2 separate regions of the Mus musculus genome follow, and region 1 is linked to region 2. Evidence: chromatin contacts called from public promoter capture Hi-C data. All regions are on one chromosome and are shown on one strand. The core of a region is the stretch at or near the end of the contact, and the rest is flanking DNA. Distances in the headings are between cores, read along the strand shown.

Region 1 (5,063 bases), core at 612-3,111, 920 kb before region 2:
ACTAGGAACTTAGGAAGAAAAGCATCTTGTTCTATGAGCATCCTACCATGTTACAAAACTCAGGAGCTAGGATCTCGTGCCTTCACAAACTCGTGTCTCCATTCTGCTTGAACTCAGATAAAATATTGAGAGTCATTTCTTCACTCTTGGATTGTAAATTGGCCTCACTCCTCCTGGAAGCTTTCCTGGTGGCTCGGGACAGTCTCCTTCTGAATGTATCTCCAGCCAAGAAATAAAGAATGGGGTCCACACAGCTGTTGAGACTTGCTAGACCTCTTGTTACCTGATAAGTGGCATAAACCCTGTCGTTGAAATCACACATTTCTGGGGTCTGGAAATCCAACCGTGCTCGCAAATTCATCGTTTTCATCACATGGAAAGGGATATAAGACACAGCAAACACCGTCAGGACAATTATCACCAGGTAAATGGATTTCCTCCGGAGCGGAGAGTTGTCCAGGTCATTGTAAATCAAAGCTTTAACAATTAATCCATAACAGCCCAAGATCAGCACCAAAGGGATGCAGAACATGGCCACAGTCGTGCACATACTGTAGATGAAATAACTTCGCAGGTAATCATTGGACGTGGTGTCATAGCAGGTGACAGTTTTGTTTTTCCGAGTCCCAGTGCCAGAGTAGAAGAGAATAGGGGAGATGGCCACCACCACAATGAGCCACACCAGCACGCTGACATAAATGGCATTCTTCTTCTTGAGCCTGCCCAGAGACTTGAGAGGGTACACCACGCCACTGTACCTGTGTGCGCTGATGCAGGTGAGGAACAAGATGCTACCGTAGAGATTTACGTGGAAGATGAATCTCTGCAGCTTGCACATAGCATCCCCGAAGATCCAGTCAGTCTTGTTGAAGTAGTAGAAGATGAGGGCTGGTAGGGTGAGCACGTATAAAAAGTCAGCCAGAGCCAAATTGAACATGTACACGGAGATGCCGCTCCAAGGCTTCATGTGGAAAACGAACATCCAGATAGCCACGCTGTTGCCTAGGAAGCCTATGATGAACACTAAAATGTAGACAGCCGGCAGGTAGTAGAACTGGAAACCGGTCTTGGTCAGGGCACATTGGAATGAAGAGGAAACTGCTGCAGTTGAGGCGACAGTACTGTTTCCCCAAAGCGAGCCCAGGCCCGCCAGAAAGGCAGCATCCGTCCCGTTGGGGACAACCGACCAAGGCACCTCGGTCATCCTCTTCTTTCCAACTCAGGCAGCTACTAGAAAGGGCAGACCGCGGCGAGCGGGCAGCAGCGGCGAGAGACTCAGCGCGCATCGGAGGCGCAGGCCAGGGACCGCGCGCGGGAGTTCCCCACGGGTCGGAGCGCGCAGGGGCTCGCCCACGCCGGCTCTGGCCGCGCTTTTGTCGCGGGCCATGAAATTCGCCCGGAGCTGCGACCGATCTAAGCTGAAGGACGTGCGGGCAACTTCCCGGTCCAGCTGGCGGCGCGGAGGTTACACAACAGGACGCGCAGGGCACCTCCACCAAGTTTGCAAGTGCGCTCCCGCGCAGGGCGACTGATAGGCGCTGCTCAGAGCGCCTGGGGCGCGGCGGGTCAAGTCCAAGTAGTTCGGCTGTTCCCAGCGGCCCGAAGGCGCAGGCCAACCACCTCCTCTCTGATCAACTTTGCCTGGCCATCTGCCTACTCCCTACCTTGCAACCCGGGACCTTCACCAGGGACGCCGCGACTCTTCTTCCGGCCACATTCTGAGCCCGCGCTCAACCTTGGAGGTCTTTTGGAGAGCGCGTGGCCTCGGACCCTGGCGTACTACCTACCCTGTACCCCGCTCACAGTCCATGAAGGCTGCAGCTCGTCTCCGCGCTCGGCTGGGTCTCGAGTGCAGGGGGCAGGAGAGAAAGCCAGGCTCCCAGCGGGGTGGGCGGAGCCTAGGAGCCCGGGCGAGTCTGTGCTCCGCGGGGAGGCAAGGGGCGTGTCTCCGCCGTGCAAGCTCCGGGCCGCCGGCTCAGGGCTGGGCGCCCAGGGCGGGAGGTGGCCTCTGGAAGCAGAGATCGCGGTGCCCCTGCACGCCTGGCAAGGCCGCCACCACTCGAATCAGTGGTCAGAACAAAAGGTGCTCTAGGGCAGCGGTGGCTTCTGGCCAGCGTATGGCTGGAGGGGTTTCCTCGGTCCTCCACCAGCTAGCTCTGTAAAGTGAAGTTGCTGACACGCTGAAAACCTTCTGGACGCTGGCAGCGTTGTGTCTAAAGCTTTGAGCTGAGCAGTCTGAGACAGACATCTCCGGAGCCTCCCCGGAACTCGCAAGGTGTTTGCAGGCTCCAGACAACCAGCGGTTTGCAGGTGGGCACGCCCTGGCCCTGCACAGCGCCTTGCTTTGCCCAACGCGTGTAGGAACCTGCTGATCCCAGAGGGTGCCAGCTCTGAATGAGTGAGGGTGGTAAGCGGCATGGGCAAGTCGCTTTCTGCCCTTCATGTCTGTTTGTTTTTATTGTTGTTTGCTTTATCCAAATACTATTTTTTGCACTACTTAGAAAAATGCTAATACACCGGCATCACTGGTAACATTATTGTGAGAATGTACATAAGAACCTGGTCTAACTGCTTAGTTAACGCAGCACACATCATCAGTCCAACTTGACTGCTAACACTTGCTGGAAAGAACAAGCGCCCTCCCTCCAACCTCCAGTTACCATTTACATACATTTAAATAATAGAGACTACAGTGAAAATGATTCTGAATCAAGCTGAATATTAAACACAGCTTTATAAAGAAAGAGGGTTCATTTGTTGAGGGATAACTTTACAGTTTGGCTTTATTGTGAATCTTATTTCTTAAAATGCCTGTTCCTCTAGTAGATACCTTTCAAATTTAGACAGAGACCAATGTAATTATTTTATTTTTTGTAAATCTTAGTCTAGGGTTCCAAATGCATAAAAAATGTGGGCAATATATAAAAAAAAAGTGTTTAATTGTAAACTAAATGGATTGTTTCCTACCTGAAGACATGATTAAACAGACCCACCCAAGAATGGAACCAAGCCCTTCTTGACAATCTACTGATTAATGTATTTTATGTGCCATATTAACAAATACATTTTTTCTTGTAAAAAAAAAGTACGAGGATAGAATACCTTCGATTATATTCTATAGCCATTTCATTCTAGTTTCATATATTAAATGACTTTGTTCCCTTAAAAACACTCAAGGAGTTGGTGATCTGTCTCAGCCACTAAAGGCATTAGGCACTTACCGCCAAGCCTGAGGACTTGAGCTTGATCCCATTACTTACATGGTGGAAGGAAAGAACTGACTCCCACTTTCCTGATACCTGTGCACCCATATTGTGTCACTGTGGCACATGAGCATATGTGCATGTACACACACACACGCACACACACACACACACACACACACACACACACACAGAGAGAGAGAGAGAGAGAGAGAGAGAGAGAGGCAGAGAGAGAGAGAGAGAGAGGAGACACAGACACGGAGACACAGAGACACAGAGCCTGATACAGAGACAGAGACACACAGAGAAACTAAACGTACAGGAAAAACAAACAAACAATGGAAAAAAACCTTAGAGGAAAATCATGAGCCCCTTGCTCAGACACTGGGAAGGAAATTACTCCCCACCACCCAGCAGATCCTTATGGGAACAGAGACAGAATGAGCACACTGGTACTGTGAGTCGTGGTTGTACCCAAGAACACAGTGATGATAAAGGAGACCAAGCCCAAGTGCAAAGGTGCTGCAGTTGCGAAATGGCCCTGTTACCTTCCTGTTAACGTCCCCAGTCTTCATACCTGATGATTTTGTAATTCTAACCTTAACAGATATTCTTCTATTGTTTGATTGACAGGTTAAAGTATTTCAAGGGTATTCAGGAGGTTTGGCTCCTCACTCCTCTGCATTTTTAATTTCATGCAATCTAAACAATATACAACCTCCCTCAGAAGTCTGTAGCAAATGCATTAGCTCATCCTGTGAGTGTTTTGAAATCTACCTTTCGTCCAAATAGTGCTAAGTACTTTCAGACAGCCTACTAGAAATTTGGGGAACTGATATAATTAACCAAACTGTATCATAGCCATTTTATATTTGGGTTTTAAAAAGAGTGATTATTTTAAAAGTGATTTTTATCATATTTAACTGTGTGTTCACTCTATACTTAAGTTATATTTAAAATAAAGATGTATATTATAGGAATAAGATAGCCATTTGTTAGCAACTTTCCATTCATAAAATACTGAATTAGATTCAATGAAGGAAAGATTAAAAGATCATTCAATACAGACTATGCCCATGTTCATATTAGAATACAATTATATATGTCTTAAAAAAAAGTATAAGAGAAACATGCCCCATAATGTTTCCAGCATGTGCTGCAAGTACTTGGTTGCTAACTGGTATTGAATTTGAGTTACAGTGGGCTTGGGTACTTAAAAGTATTTGTCCTTTGACATGCCTAGTAGTCTGAACTAGAGACCTGGGGCCCCAGATGTCTCTAGCCTCCTCCTCTTCTGTCTGTAGTCTCCTCACTGTCTTTTGCAGTGAGGTACAGAAGGTAGAATGTCTTGTGCTCAGAGTTCTTTGCCCCTTAGCCAACCATGAGACCTAAAATGGCCACTGACACTGCCTTAAAAGAAGAAATGCTACCCAGAAATACCAAGAAGTATCTAAGCAGATAGGGCTAGAAGACTTCCTCTTCTATTAGCTGACATTTTTTATCAAACCTAAGAATAAAAACAGTTGGCTTTCCTTGTGGCTTTGTGCCTTCCCTCTTTCAAGTTTTCATGCCACATAAACTTTGGTTATGGAAAATTGGTGTTTTCTTCTGATTAACCTGATATGTGTCATAAGTATGTTCACCATTACCCTTGGGGTGGATAATCCTACCATTCCATCCTTACAGTGGCTTGTAAGAGATATAAATTTAGTTGAAACAAATGACAGGAACACACAAAGCATATCACAAGACCACATAACATAGCAACAAAAAGTTTATGCATGGCTTCCAGAACCCTGACTTGGGGTGATAAGGGAATGAAAACACGGCAAGACACATACACAATCATACAGAGAGTAG
Region 2 (4,994 bases), core at 1,249-3,748:
TATCCACATCACATCCACAGTCAAGAGCAGAGTGAAATAAATGTGTGGGTGCTCATTTGCTTGTGCTCAGCTGGATTCCTACAACACAGGAATTTACCTAGGAAGTGAAATTGACCACCATGGGATGGACTTCCAACATCACTGAATTAAGACCTGTACCTTTGCCTTGCTTGTCCTACAGTGACTCTTGCTTTAAAAACAAACAAACACACAAACACCACCAGGACAAAACACTTTAAACATGTCCTTTTTAGGTTGACTATGTGGTACTGGGTAAATAGTTATTGTGTGCTTCTCTGGGAGAGACTATTTCTCCCACTCTCAGCATTCCATAGTTGACTGTGATTCTTTGTTTAGGGTTGAGACCTCGTGGTCCATTCCCTGTCTTCTCTAGCATGGCTATTGTTACTGCCCTTGTTCAGACCAGTTTAGGAAGTCATGTTGGTGAAATTTTATGGATGTAGCTTCTGACATGACGAGGAGACACAGTTTCTCAGGAGACACCCAGCTCTTACAAGCTTTCTGCCCTCTTCTACACAGTGTTCCCTGAGCCTTAGGTGTGGAAGTTGTTTTGTAAATAATATTACACCAAATTAGGAGGTTGTGTTTATAAATATATGTGTTCATATATGCCTGTAAGAACAAGTAATGCAAAAAGAGGCCATACATTAAAAAGTGACCAAGGAAGGGTATATAGGAGAATCGAGAGAGAGGGAAAAAAAAGAAGGGGAAAATAATGTAATTATAATATAATCGTAAAAGTACAAGAAGTAATTAAACAAACAAAAACAAAAGGTGTGTGGATGAAATACATATTAATTATAAAGTACAGTGTGGGTACAAATAACAAAAAATCAGGGAAAAATGTTTAAATCAATTAATCCTATTATTTTTATGCTTTAATATTGCTGAAATTTGTTTGTTAAAATGAGATTTTGCTTTTCATGACGTCTTATAATCTATTCATTTAATATGTTTTCAACTTGGTTTATTTTTAAATCCCTTTTCATATCCAAACATTATCAGATTATGGTTTTATAGTGTTAGGCTCTCCAATACTTATAGGCTTATAGGCTGATTCAACTTCATAAGGACACACTTTGAGAATATTGTATTCCAAATTCAGGTATATATATACATATATATATATATTCAGGTATATATACATATATATATATATATATATATATATATATATATATATATATACACACATACATACATACCTCCGGGTGTCTTTTGTTATGGTATAATTATGCAAATTAGGGAAGTAAGGTGTGCTCCTTTAGGCAAAACTCTGAATTCAAGGGGGGCATGTCCTCTGAACCATCACTAGCCTATACTTTTCAGGAGCTGTCCTCTTCATAGGCAACAGACATGGCGACAACATGTAGTGGCTTACTGAGGTGAACCATTAACCGAGAACTTTCTTTAAAAAACACATTAGTAACTAAAAGGAAATCATTATTAGCTTCTAGCCCACAGTCACAGAGTCTGTTAGAATTAATAAGCTACATATAAACTGAATACACCCACATGAGAAAATTGCTACTACTCATTCTTAATTTGGAATGATGAAAATTCCTTATAAAATTAGTTCTCTAAACATAAAAATAATGCATGTTTTTACCAGAAATTAAGAAAAAATACATTAATGAAAAACCTGGTAATCCAATACAAACTCTGTTCCTATATCCTGGACCATTGCACAGAGCCTAACAAAAAATAAAAATTTTAACTGTCACTGGAAAGTAAAGTATGAAGATATTCCAACAAGTTTCTCTCATTAGTAAACAATTTAAATAAACTGTGTTTGAGTGTATATAAATATAAGTATTTGGTTCTGGTTAATTACGTCACTTTTATGTATTCCACAAGTTACACCCAAACATCAAACATTACAGTATGTATCAAGTTGCATTTTTCATTAATAAGTTAGAGAATAGATTATATAGTTTGGGGAGTAGAATAACAATCACTCTGCAGTTTACCAGTTCCTTTAGTAAATCTTATTCTTAAATCATCACATTTTGCCAAATATAGATGCAAATTTTAAATTTTGGAATGATTTAAAATTTACTCTACTATAAGTTCTTTAATTTACATGGTTAAATTTTTCATGACGCAAGTTATTTTCCCTTTCTCTAAATAATTTCACTTTTTCAAATAATTGTAATTATCTTTGTTGCGACATTATCAAATACAATGAGCCCTTTAAAGCAAAACACACTACATTTTTGTCTATTAAATCAATGCATTTAGAGCCACATGAAATAGATGTGAAAGTCAGATATGTTTGCCTTTGGCTGCTTCACATCTACTGAAGAACAGTTCCCTAGGCAGCATTTAGCTCACAGAACCCTTCCAAAGGAAGCCCTAAGCAGAAAGCTTGGTCTTCTTTGGTGTGACCGAGAGACATGAGCTGCAGTGTCCCTTACCATTCTGCTGTCGGCTTCTGTCTCGACAGAAAACTCTGCCAGGAGCTGGAGACAGCTTCTGACCCAGTGCTGTGTTGCTGGACATGACCAGTGCAGTCTGATTTGCATATTATGCAGCCAAGATTAATAATTCAAAAGGCAGGGATAATTTATTCAGAAAAACCTCCAAGTCATTCAGAGGAACTCCTGAAAAGCCGAAGGCACACAACAGATGAGTCATTTTGTAGAGAGTAGTTTTAACAAAGACATTTGAGGACAAGCTAATTTAAATTTAGTTGATACACTCCCAAAACAACATAGAAGCATTCTATCTTCCCATGTGTATGTGCATGGAACTGTGTACGCACATTTAGGTAATGAGAACAGCAAACATTTTATGGTTAATATATATAGTTGAACTCATTTTTCATTGTTTTACACATTTCTTTGGTGACTTCTATACTAAGCATACAATAATTAAACTGCTTCATAGAAATCCTGAGGGAACTATGACATGAGTACTTGGACGGCAGTCTGAATTTGAGCCTTGTCAGTGTGCTGCTGAAAGGCTGTTAGAACTTTAGATAGTATCCGTTTTATTTTCTGTGATTAAATTCAGGAAACATAAAGAAGTACATCAGATGGCTAGGGATTAAGGAGAGAGGCATTATCTTAGATGACAAGCTCAAGAGATAGTAGTAGACTTTCCCCAGTCAGTGCTCTGAACAGCATCCAGAAGACTGATTATTCCAGATAAGAAACAAACCTGGCCTTTTCTCAAGGCTACATCAGTTTTTTATTCAAGCAAAAATCTGGATTGGTTGACCTGAAGGGTGGGGATAACACTGAGGATGTATGTACATGGTAGCGACTAAGATACAATCACAGGCATTTTCTACTTGTAGAGGAAAAGAGGCTAGAGAGTACTTTGGGGTACAGTCTTCAGAAAGAGAGGAGAGTAGCCAGTTGTGGTTCATGGACCTCTCCAAGGTATAGAGTGGCCAGTTGTAGTTCATAGACCTCTACAATGTAAAAAGGAAAGTTCTGACCACCACCATGGCAGGAGGGGCTGGAGATGGTGATTCCCTCTTTGTGGGTACCTGGAGTTCCCCAGAGTTTCCTCTTTCTTGTCTCTACTTCCTGATGGCCAAAAATGTGGTCGGTACTTCTCTTTTTCCCCCCCACAGGACTGCAAGCTGATAGTTTGGGCTTCCTGCCAAGAGCCACACTTCCCCAGGACCCCTCCACTGGTACCAGGGCAGATACAGTAAATAGACTGCTGTTCCTTTCATACCGTGACACCTTATTCAGGGTTACAGAGCAGAGGTACGGAGAATCTGTCCAGCAGGACGAGTGTCACTGTCACACTTCCAGGCCCCCTCACAGGCCCAAATATAAGCTCTGCATTCTTGATGGAACACTGTATGGTCACATTCCTGTTCTAAATTTGTATTAACTTTATAACAAGGGACCAAACATTTCCCTTGTGCTGGATTTGCAAATTATGTTGTCACTTCTGCCAGAGAGAGCACACATCTCTCAGGAAGTGATTTCTGTTCAGCCTATAATATTTCAGTGGGCAGAGCTTCTGACTTTGTTTTCTTTGTTGATAGAAACAATGTAACACATTGGATCTCATCAAATTTTCAATTCTCTTAACTGTAAAGTAGGGATACTTGTGACAATCCCAGGAAATACATATATCTACATAGAAGTCTGTGTATTATACTATACACTGGGGATTAGTCATAACAAGCTGTTGGCTAATATAATATGTCATACTTGCTTGCTAAAGATTAATTATTACAGACATTTTCAATAAATTAAACTTCCTTCCATATGAGTACTTCAATTTAATGCTGTTAGTTTCGGCACAGGAATACAAATTAAAATAATCTTACAAAAAGCAGCACGGTAAAAAAAAAAAAAGGTCATTGAATCCTTGTCCTGAATTTGCATTTTACTAGCTGTGTGATCTGTGAAACAAACTTGCCTAAGCCGATTTCCTTGTTCAGAGGGGCCCAGTGACTCTACTCCACAAAGTTCCTGACATTCACAGTCCAATGTAAAATAATATATGAAAGTCCAGCGAGCAGGGTGTGCAAGAGAAGTTTGTGTAAAATCAGATCCACTCAGCAGGAAACTCAAGAGAAAAACACAGAGGAGGGAGCACAAATGGCAGTTCAATGCAATGCAATGCTTCCCAGTGTCTACTGTGGTCCTTAGGGACTTCACTCTAAGTACAGGCATACATCAGCTTAGTTGAGTTACATGATTGTGGCTCAGAGCAAACTGTCAGTACCTTAATTTTCAGCTAAAGAAACTGAGGCCCAACAAAACTTACATACATTGCACACATTGCACAACTGATTAAGGACTGTGCCAGAATTTTGGGCCTCTTCTCTTCAACATGATTTGGCTTTATTTGCCTCTCATAGAAAAGAAGAACCTGCTAGGGCAAATTGTAAAATTGGTACCACTGAATACTTTTTACCATGAATATAGCAATTTCATGTAATTTTTCTCTAATCAAGTAAAATTTAGAATATATTAAGGTTAGCAATGGTTTACAAGATT

What was found. Promoter capture Hi-C pulls out the DNA fragments that hold promoters and counts their contacts.
Region 1: a promoter capture Hi-C map of liver shows a contact between it and region 2, with 2.1 times the contacts expected there. The contact joins the promoter of P2ry1 here to the promoter of Sucnr1 in region 2. A contact is called at or near these places in 2 of 39 promoter capture datasets (hematopoietic stem and progenitor cells and liver).

What each region holds. Positions count from the first base shown.
Region 1 is chr3:60,999,583-61,004,645 of GRCm38.p6, reverse strand. It overlaps P2ry1 (purinergic receptor P2Y, G-protein coupled 1), which reads right to left and starts at 1,861. Exons shown (of 2, transcript NM_008772.5): 1 at 47-1,861. The coding sequence starts at 1,204. The coding sequence ends at 83.
Region 2 is chr3:60,079,373-60,084,366 of GRCm38.p6, reverse strand. Sucnr1 (succinate receptor 1) reads right to left here and starts at 2,498. Exons shown (of 2, transcript NM_032400.2): 1 at 2,439-2,498. The coding sequence starts at 2,441.